Linked DNA regions of Rattus norvegicus: region 2 is linked to region 1. The links are chromatin contacts, called in public Hi-C maps. All regions are on one chromosome and are shown on one strand. Each heading gives the region's core, a stretch centred on a gene start, on an enhancer-like site or on the middle of the called end of the contact. The rest is flanking DNA. Distances are from core to core; before and after follow the strand shown.

Region 1 (4,210 bases), core at 1,028-3,527:
ATGCCCTCTTCTGATGTATCTGAAGATAGCTACAGTGTACTTATATATAATAAATGAATAAATCTTTGAAAAAAAAGAGAGAAAAAGGAAGGAAGGAAGGAAGGAAAGAAAGAACGAACGAAAGAACTAGCCAGGCAGTGGTGATGTGCACCTTTAATCTCAGCTCTCAGGAGGCAGAGACAGGCAGATCACTGAGTTTGAGAGCAGTCTGGTCCACACAGAGAAATCTTGTCTCAAAAAACAAAAACAAAATATCAAAAGAAAAGAAAGAAAGAGACCACAGGTCTGGGAGATTGATAGGCGTGTAAAGAGGAATTCAATTAGAAGTTGGAGGGCCCGGGTCCCCAAATTCATGGCTTGATGAAACTGTTAAGGCTTTCTTCTCACTGGGGAGATTCCAGGAGCAGCAGGTTGCTGGGCTTTGTTTATCCATCCCTCTGGGGTGGCTTTGAAACCCTGATATAAAGCCCAAGAGAGTCCTGGGGAGTGGGACGTGTTGTAGAGGAAGGATTGGGAACTAAGGCAGCTTGTAATGGGAGTCAAACAGCCTGTCCAGCCTGCTGATTTGCTGGGCGCTCCACTGAGAAGTGTCAGAATAGTCTTCTTGGTGGCTTTGCAGTGTGTAAGAGCTCCCCGAGTTGGAATCCAGATGGCATCTAGTAAGGTTGGAATCTCAGGGGCATATTTAAGAGGGTATTATGGGCAATGAAGAACTCCCCTCTCTCCAGGTGGCTGCATGGGCAGAAGCATGCCTAAATGCTGTCTCATTCGTGCCCCTAGCTGGAGAGCTCTAGTGAGAGCAATGACTTCTCTCTGGGGGCTGATATACCATTACCCACAAAGCACCCATGTTTTATCACCTTTGTGAAATTCACTGTTGTATTCTCAAAAAGTCTCTGTCCTACCTGCATAAATCCACTTCCGTGTGTGAATGAAGTAGCCTCGGAAAGAGGATCATCCCGTAGGGCTCATCTATTACTGCAGGTGACATGGAGACTCTCCACACAGAAAAGCTGCAGAGTCCTCAGGATTAGCATCTGGTGAGCTCCGGGGCTTGTTTTATTTTATTTTGTTTTTTGCTCTTTTGAGACAGGGTTTCTCTGTGTAGGCCTGGCTATCCTGAAACTCTCTCTGTAGACCAGGCTGGCCTCAAACTCAGAAATCCCCCTGCCTCTGCCTCCCGAGTGCTGGGACTAAAGTCTGGTACCGCCACCACCTGGTGAGCTCCGAGGTTTGTAAAAGAAGAGCTGCACCCTGCTCTCTAAGAGGAAGTCCATCATGCTGAGACTCTGGGGGCCCTGTGGAAGCCATCTGACTCTTGAGAGGTAAGCACTGTCCTGGGATAGAACTTGAATCCCAGTACTGGGGAGGCAGAGGCAAGCTTGAGGCCCAATCTGGTCTACATGATGAGTTACAAGTCGTCCAGGCTACACAGTGCAACCTTGTCTTGAAAGGGGGATGAGGGAGGGAACAAGAGCTAGAGAGACCTTAAGTGGATCTGAAGTTTAGATATGCTGCCTCTAGCTAGGAGGGGAATGAGACAGTTACACAGGACCACAGGGGAATAACAGAAATTCGTCTACTGTAGAGGTTAGGAGGCACGCAGAGTGGGTGGTTGAGGCTTGCCGTCAGTACCAGTGAGGAGGACTGAGTACTGGAATGTTGACAAGAGAGGGTGGTCATGACAGAAAAAACAAACAAACCCTGATCCTTGTACTAATAAGGAATATAATTTGGGATCTGGAGAAATGGCTCAGCATTTAAAGAATGCTTTCTGCTTAATGCAGAGGACCAAATTACAATTCTCCCCCTCACTGGGCAGCCTACAATCACTTGTAACTACAGCTTCAAACCTCTGGCTTCAGTAGGCACCTGCTCTGATGGGACACCCACATGCTGGCACATGAATACACATAGGTAATTAAAAATAAATCTTAAAGGAAAGAACGTAACTTTGATTCTTGTAATATCTAGGGAGGAAGTAGAAGAGCGCACACAACCCCGGGGCCTCTAGTTACTCTGAGGGGACTTCCTTCTTTGCTGGGGTCCTTATGGTCCTGGAATTTGTCCTTTTTCAGATTCAACTGTGTGAGGTCGTCAGATATGAGCCGGCCTTCCCTCATACGAGAAAAAGGACATTATTGCTTCCAAGGGTTTCGCTCTTTGGTGACTGGACTTGACCCCAGAAGAGTCTCAGAAGCTTTGGACTCTGCCAGCAGAAATATCAGCTGATCAATAACCGGAAAGAATTCTTTGACCTGAGGCCGTTAGTGCCTGCAGACTGAACTGGGTGGGCACTAGATGGCGCTCTAGAATTTCCTGAGACAGAAGAGCGGATTAGTGTGACCATAAACTGAATCCGTTATCTCTTTTCTGGCTTTCAGGGTCTCTGCTTAGTTATTAAAAAAAACCTTGAAAGTGTGGAGTGTTGGTGGCCCACGCCTTTAATCCCATCACTCGGGAGGCAGAGGCGGTTGGGGCTCTGTGAGCTAGGGCTGTACAGAGAAACCCTGTTTCAACAAAACAAATACCTCTAAAGCTGTCTTAATAAAGTACGGAAGGGATTTTAGGGTTCTTGATCTAGCTATTTGTCTGAGGTAGGATCTCACTATGTAGCTCTACTGGCCGGGAATTCACAGAGATCCACCTACCTCTGCCTCTTGAATGCTGGGATTGAAGATATGCACCGCTGTACTATACCTGGCCCAATCTGTCCTTTTGTTTGTTTTTGTTTGTTTTCCGGAGCTGAGGACCGAACCCAGGGCCTTGGGCTTGCTAGGCAAGCGCTCTACCACTGAGCTAAATCCCCAACCCTGTTTATTTGTTTTTTGAGATAAGGTTTCTCTGTGTAATCCAGGATGTCCTGGAACTCACTCTGTAGACCAGGCTGGCCTCAAACTCACAAAGATCTGCCTGCCTCTGCTTCCTGAATGCTGGGGTTAAAGGTGTGTGCCCGTCACCGCCACAGTCACCACCACCCTCTGGTTTTGATTTTTTTTTTTATTTTTTATTATTATTTTGTTTTTTGGTTCTTTTTTTCGGAGCTGGGGACCGAACCCAGGGCCTTGCGCTTCCTAGGTAAGCGCTCTACCACTGAGCTAAATCCCCAGCCCCTTGATTTTTTTTATTTTTATTTTTTATTTTTTTAAAGTTTTTTTTTAAAGATTTATTTATTCATTTATTATATATGAGTACCCTGTAGCTGTCTTCAGATACACCAGAAGAGGGCATCGGATCTCTTTACAGATGGTTGTGAGCCACCATGTGGTTGCTGGGAATTGAACTCAGGACCTGGAAGAGCAGACAGTGCTCTTAACCACTGAGCCATCTCTCCAGCCCAATTTTAAAAAAAAAAAAAATTTATTTGTTATGTTTACAGCATTCTGCCTGCATGTATGCCTGTAGGCCAGAGAGGGCACCAGATCTTATTACAGATGGTTGTGAGCCACCATGTGGTTGCTGGGAATTGAACTCAGGACCTCTGGAAGAGCAGACAGTGCTCTTAACCACTGAACCATCTCTCCAGCCCTCCGTTTTTGATTTTTAAAAATTTGATTTTGTATGTATATGCCCTTTGTGTATGCCTGGTACCCACAGAAGCCAGAAGCTGAGTGACAAACCACCAAGAACTGGAGTCACTATGCCAGCATGATGTAGATTTGGGGGAAGGAAGCTGCCCTGGGGAGGCAGAGGGAGGTATTTTTCTCCTCTGGTTCAAGTGAGTCAGATTTTGTGGTTCTCTTGGGATGGGAACAGGGATAAGCGGGGAGTGGATATGTCTTGATAAAGATATTTTTATTATATTTACTTATTTATTTTGTGAGGAAGGATATACATGTGTGTGTGTGTGTGTGTGCGCACGCGCACGCGCACATGCCATGGTGCACATGTAGAACAACTCTCAGGAGAGTATCATCTCCTTCTACCATGTAGGTCCCAAAAAATTGAACTCCAGATCATCAGGCTGGGCAGCAAGTCTCTACCCATTGGGCCACCTTGCCAGTTTGCTGGGGAAGATTTTTTGTTTTGTTTTTTATTTTTTTGTTGTTGTTGTTATTGTTGTTGCTTGGTGGTGGTGGTGCTTTATTTATTTATTTTTCCAACTAGAAAATAATACCCTGGGCTGGAGAGATGGCTCAGTGGTTAAGAGCACCGACTGCTCTTCCAGAGGTCCTGAGTTCAAATCCCAGCAACCACATGGTGGCTCACA
Region 2 (4,210 bases), core at 456-2,955, 83 kb after region 1:
TATGGTTTCAGGCCTATATCTTCTTCTCCTCAGCCTGCAGCATAAATGTACATGGCAAACGAACAACTTAGGCAAGCTGCCCTCTCAGAAGGATCCCAGGCGACCACCCGCTCCCTCCTCCTCACTCAGCGAGAAAGATGCTCTTTTTGAAGTAGTTGTTGCACTGGGCTGTCTGCTGCAGGCTCTCACAGGTGAGGCCCAGATTGAGGTAGAGACGGGTCCTCATCTCACTCAGTTCCCGCTGGGTCAGCATCCCTGGAAAGCAAGAGCTTTAGGGACTCAATTGCCTCCTCTGGGTATGGGGTTTTCCCTTTATCCCACCCTTTTTCCATCTCTTATTGAGTGAGCCAGGAGTCTGCTGCAGATAGAGTATACAGGGAAGGGGCAGATGTCTCACAGGTTCAAGCTGGTGAGCAACTCAGGCCTTGGAAAGGGAGGACCTAGAATGCAGGATATGGGGAGGGAAAATCCAGGGAAAGGGCACCCACCCTCTAGTTTCTCATCCACAATAGCCAAACTCTTCTCAAAGGCAGCCTGTGCCTGCAGCAAGGAATCTCTTGATTGGCAGTGGTCATATACATCCAGATGGGTGCGGCCAATGGTGGCCCAGGCTCTCTGCAATTCAGTGTGGTTGGACAGGGAACCAGCTAGATCCAGGTAGAGATGCTGGTGCTAGTGTAGAAAAAAAAAGCGTGGGCTGGAGAGATGGCTCAGTGGTTAAGAGCACGGATTGTTCTTCCAGAGGTCCTGAGTTCAAATCCCAGCAACCACACGTGGCTCACAACCATCTGTAATGGGATCCGACAGCCACAGTGTACTTATATATAATAAATAAATCTTTAAAAAAAAGAGAGAAGAAAAAGCATTTGAAGTACCAGAGGAAGCTACTCTTATGAAAGAGAACCTTCTGTTTCCCAAAATTCAACAGAGTTGGCTACACCCATGTCCTATCTTTCCTGTGCAAAGGACTGTCTATGTAGCAGTGTTGTCATGGGAGACCACTAAGGGCTGCCTGGAGTGTTGCTTGCCATAGCAGTGGGTCCCGAGTCTTCTCTTCAGTTGTCACAAACTCATTCATCCCCGAGTCAAGAGCCGGGCAGCGCCCCGAGTAAGCATAAGGGTGTGACTGCCTGCCGTGTCAGTTGTCGCTGAATACTATTTGTATACTAGTCCTCACTCCTCAACAAGAAGTGAAGGCTCTGTACCTTCAGAGCAGCAGAGTAGTTCTCCATTTCAGCCAGCCGCTCTCCGATCTTGCGGTGGGCCACAGCGCAGCCTAGGGTGTCCTGGACACTCTCTAGCAGATGTAGCTCCTGCTGGTGCTCCTCTAAAGCTTCCTGGAAGCGACCTGCCGGAAGAGGGGCGTGGGGGGCTCAAGGTGCGCCATCACTCAGTCAGTCCCCTGCCGCCAGCCCTCCCTCTCACCACTCCGGCTCACCGTGGCTAGCTAGCAGCTCCCCCAGCTGGTGGCAGCAGACCGCCTCCTCGCACAGCTGTCCATTCCTCTGGGCCCTGGCCTTCGCCTTGCTCAGCTCTGCCGGAAGAGAGAATCAAGTCTAACCCAGGACCCGACCCACACCCTGCGTCCCGACAAGTACGCCCCAGAATACTCACGGCGAAGCTCCTGTTCCAGCGTCATATTCACACAGCCACCGCCGCCGCCGCCGCCGCCGCGAAAATCTGGACTTCCCGCGCTTCTCTGAGCCCACGCCCATTACCTCGTTCCACCCCTAACACGCAGGGCCCACCCAGTCTTCTGAGCGCATGCTTAACTCCGCCCCTCCGGTGGCCCAAGTGCTGTAGACCCCAGGCCTCCTGGGATTTGTAGTCCGACGAGCTCCAGCATGGCGGGATCAGAGAGCCCAAGGTCTGTTGGTTGGGATCTGGGCTTTCAAAGCTGCTGGCGGAGAATGCAGGTACCCAGGCAGGCAGTGTCCTTATTTACAGACCCCTTCGGGTGAGTTACCCGGACTACAGACAACGTGTGGGCACTAACCCTGCTGCCCTGTAGCCTACCTGACTTTGTTTTGTTTTAAGAGTAGACGAGCATGGTGGCATACGCCTTTAATCCCAACATTCAGGAGACTGAGACAGGCAGATGTCTAAATTTGAGGCCAGCGTGGTCTCAGAGCGAATTAATCCCGGAAAGCCAATGCTACACACACACACACACACACACACACACACACACACACACACACACACACACACACAGACACACACAGAGCGAGAGAGAGAGAGAGAGAGAGAGAGAGAGAGAGAGAGAGAGAGAAAGAGAGATTTTTTTAATTTCACGTATGTGTTTTACCTATATGTGTGTATGTGCACCTTCCGTGTGCCTAGAGGCTGAAGACACTTGAAGGGACGGGAGTTACAGTTTGTTACGAGTCATCGTGTGGGTGCTGGGAACCGAACTTGGGTCCTCTGCAAGAGTAGTAAATGCTCTTAACTACCGAGCCAACTTTCCAGCTCTCAACCTGCCTTTTTATTACAGGGGTCCTGTAATGCTACCCCCTTTCCTCTAGAAATTAAAGCACATACCACCTATTCTACCTACATTTATGAAAAAAACTTTAAAAAGCAAAACAGGTGTTCATATAGAACTGGCTGGACTCAGAGATCCCCCTGCCTTTGTCTCCTTTGTGCTGTGCTCAAAGGCCTGTATCACCACACTACACTTGTAAGTTTTACCTTTAAAGTTGTAAATTATTATCTTGTTGTATGGGTATTTTGTCTGTGTACCATTTGTGTGCCTAGTGTCGTCCATGGAGGCCAGAAGGCATCCCTAGAAAGGGGTGGGGAGGTCTGGAGGAGTTGAGGAGTGGTGCTGGGGAATGGAGAGATGGCTTAGTGGTTAAGAGCATTGGCTACTCTTCCAGAGGAATGGGGTTCAATTTCCAGCACTCACATGGTAGTTCACAGATATCTGTAACTCCAGTTCCAGGGGATCTGATACCCTCCAACAACCATTCACAGAGGCCCAACACCAATGCGGAGACAAACAAACAAACAAACAAACAAACAAACAAATGTATGAGTAAAGAAATAAAACTGGTGGTACACACAGTCATGAACAACCATGTGGATGCTGAAAATCAAATCTGGCTTTTCCCAAAAAAAGCCTTGGCCAATACTCTTAACCACGGAGCCATCTCTCCAGCCCCTACTCTTGTAACTTTTAAAAAGCAATACAATACAAATAAGGGCTGGAGAGATGGCTCAGCGGTTAAGAGCACCTGACTACTCTTCCAGAGGTCCTGAGTTCAATTCCCAGCAACCACATGGTGGCTCACAACCATCTGTAAGGAGATCTGTACCCTCTTCTGGTGTGTCTGAAGACAGCTACAGTGTGCTTATATATAATAAATGAATAAATCTTTTAAAAAAATACAATACAAATAAATAAATGTGGTTTTTATGATTGGGCATGAGGACTTAATGAAACTGTTGGGTACCCTGGGGATCAGCCCACATGCAGAGGACACAGAAGGGCCCCGGGTAAAAGGGGAGGAATCAACTTTTTGAAGTAAACAGAACAGTTTCTCCTATGTGGTATCCATATTCCCAGAAGATGCAGTAAAGAATTGGAAAACTGCACAGTTTTGTATTGAAAGGCAACTGAATGAGAGTGTAGGCTGGAGAATTGAAAGCAATCCAGCGGGGCTGGGGATTTAGCACGGGGCTGGGGATTTAGCTCAGTGGTAGAGCGCTTACCTAGGAAGTGCAAGGCCCTGGGTTCGGTCCCCAGCTCCGAAAAAAAGAACCAAAAAAAAAAAAAAAAAAAAAAAGAAAGAAAGAAAGCAATCCAGGTCCCTTACCTGCAGTGCCTGGAAGTGTATTTGGAATTATGATTTTGGGTGCTCTGTTCTCCATTACCTTGAAGGACAAACTCTTGCCATGATTTGGAGCTCTTTTTCTCTGACTGTGTGGCAAACTGAATGCTCATCATCTTCTAGGATGTATGCTGAAGCCCCACTGGAAACTTAGTGCAGGATCCCACAAAGCCATGGGCGGGAGACATAAGTGGAGTCAGTTTGTCTTTTTCTTTTGAGTCGGGGTCTCGTAGAGACCAGACCAGCCTCATACTCAGCAGGATGACCTTGAGTTGTCCTATTCCTGACTTCACTTCCCAAGTGCTGGGATTATAAGCATGTGTCTGCCATATTTACAAGGTGACAAGTTTATTTTCTATTCTGATCAAAGCAATGGG

What was found. A called contact is a pair of places that touch in the nucleus more often than the background predicts.
Region 2: a contact with region 1 is called in a Hi-C map of liver, with 7 times the contacts expected there. The contact joins the promoter of Tonsl here to the enhancer-like site in region 1. A contact is called at or near these places in 8 of 12 Hi-C or Micro-C datasets (the A7r5 cell line, the Rat2 cell line, Schwann cells and 4 more).

The regions. Positions count from the first base shown.
Region 1 is chr7:110,155,629-110,159,838 of GRCr8, forward strand. It overlaps LOC134479929 (a long non-coding RNA gene), which reads left to right. Exons shown (of 2, transcript XR_010053861.1): 1 at 1-1,325; 2 at 2,079-3,803. Among named protein-coding and RNA genes, the nearest start is that of Slc52a2, 14 kb to the left of the region's middle. Within about 2 kb of position 2,278, at least 3 of the 93 cell types and tissues checked have an H3K27ac peak or open chromatin away from gene starts, as enhancers often do. A contact at or near this core is called in liver, where this site is marked.
Region 2 is chr7:110,239,692-110,243,901 of GRCr8, forward strand. It overlaps Tonsl (tonsoku-like, DNA repair protein), which reads right to left and starts at 1,706. Exons shown (of 26, transcript NM_001130572.1): 1 at 1,615-1,706; 2 at 1,439-1,534; 3 at 1,206-1,348; 4 at 489-672; 5 at 126-255. The coding sequence starts at 1,639.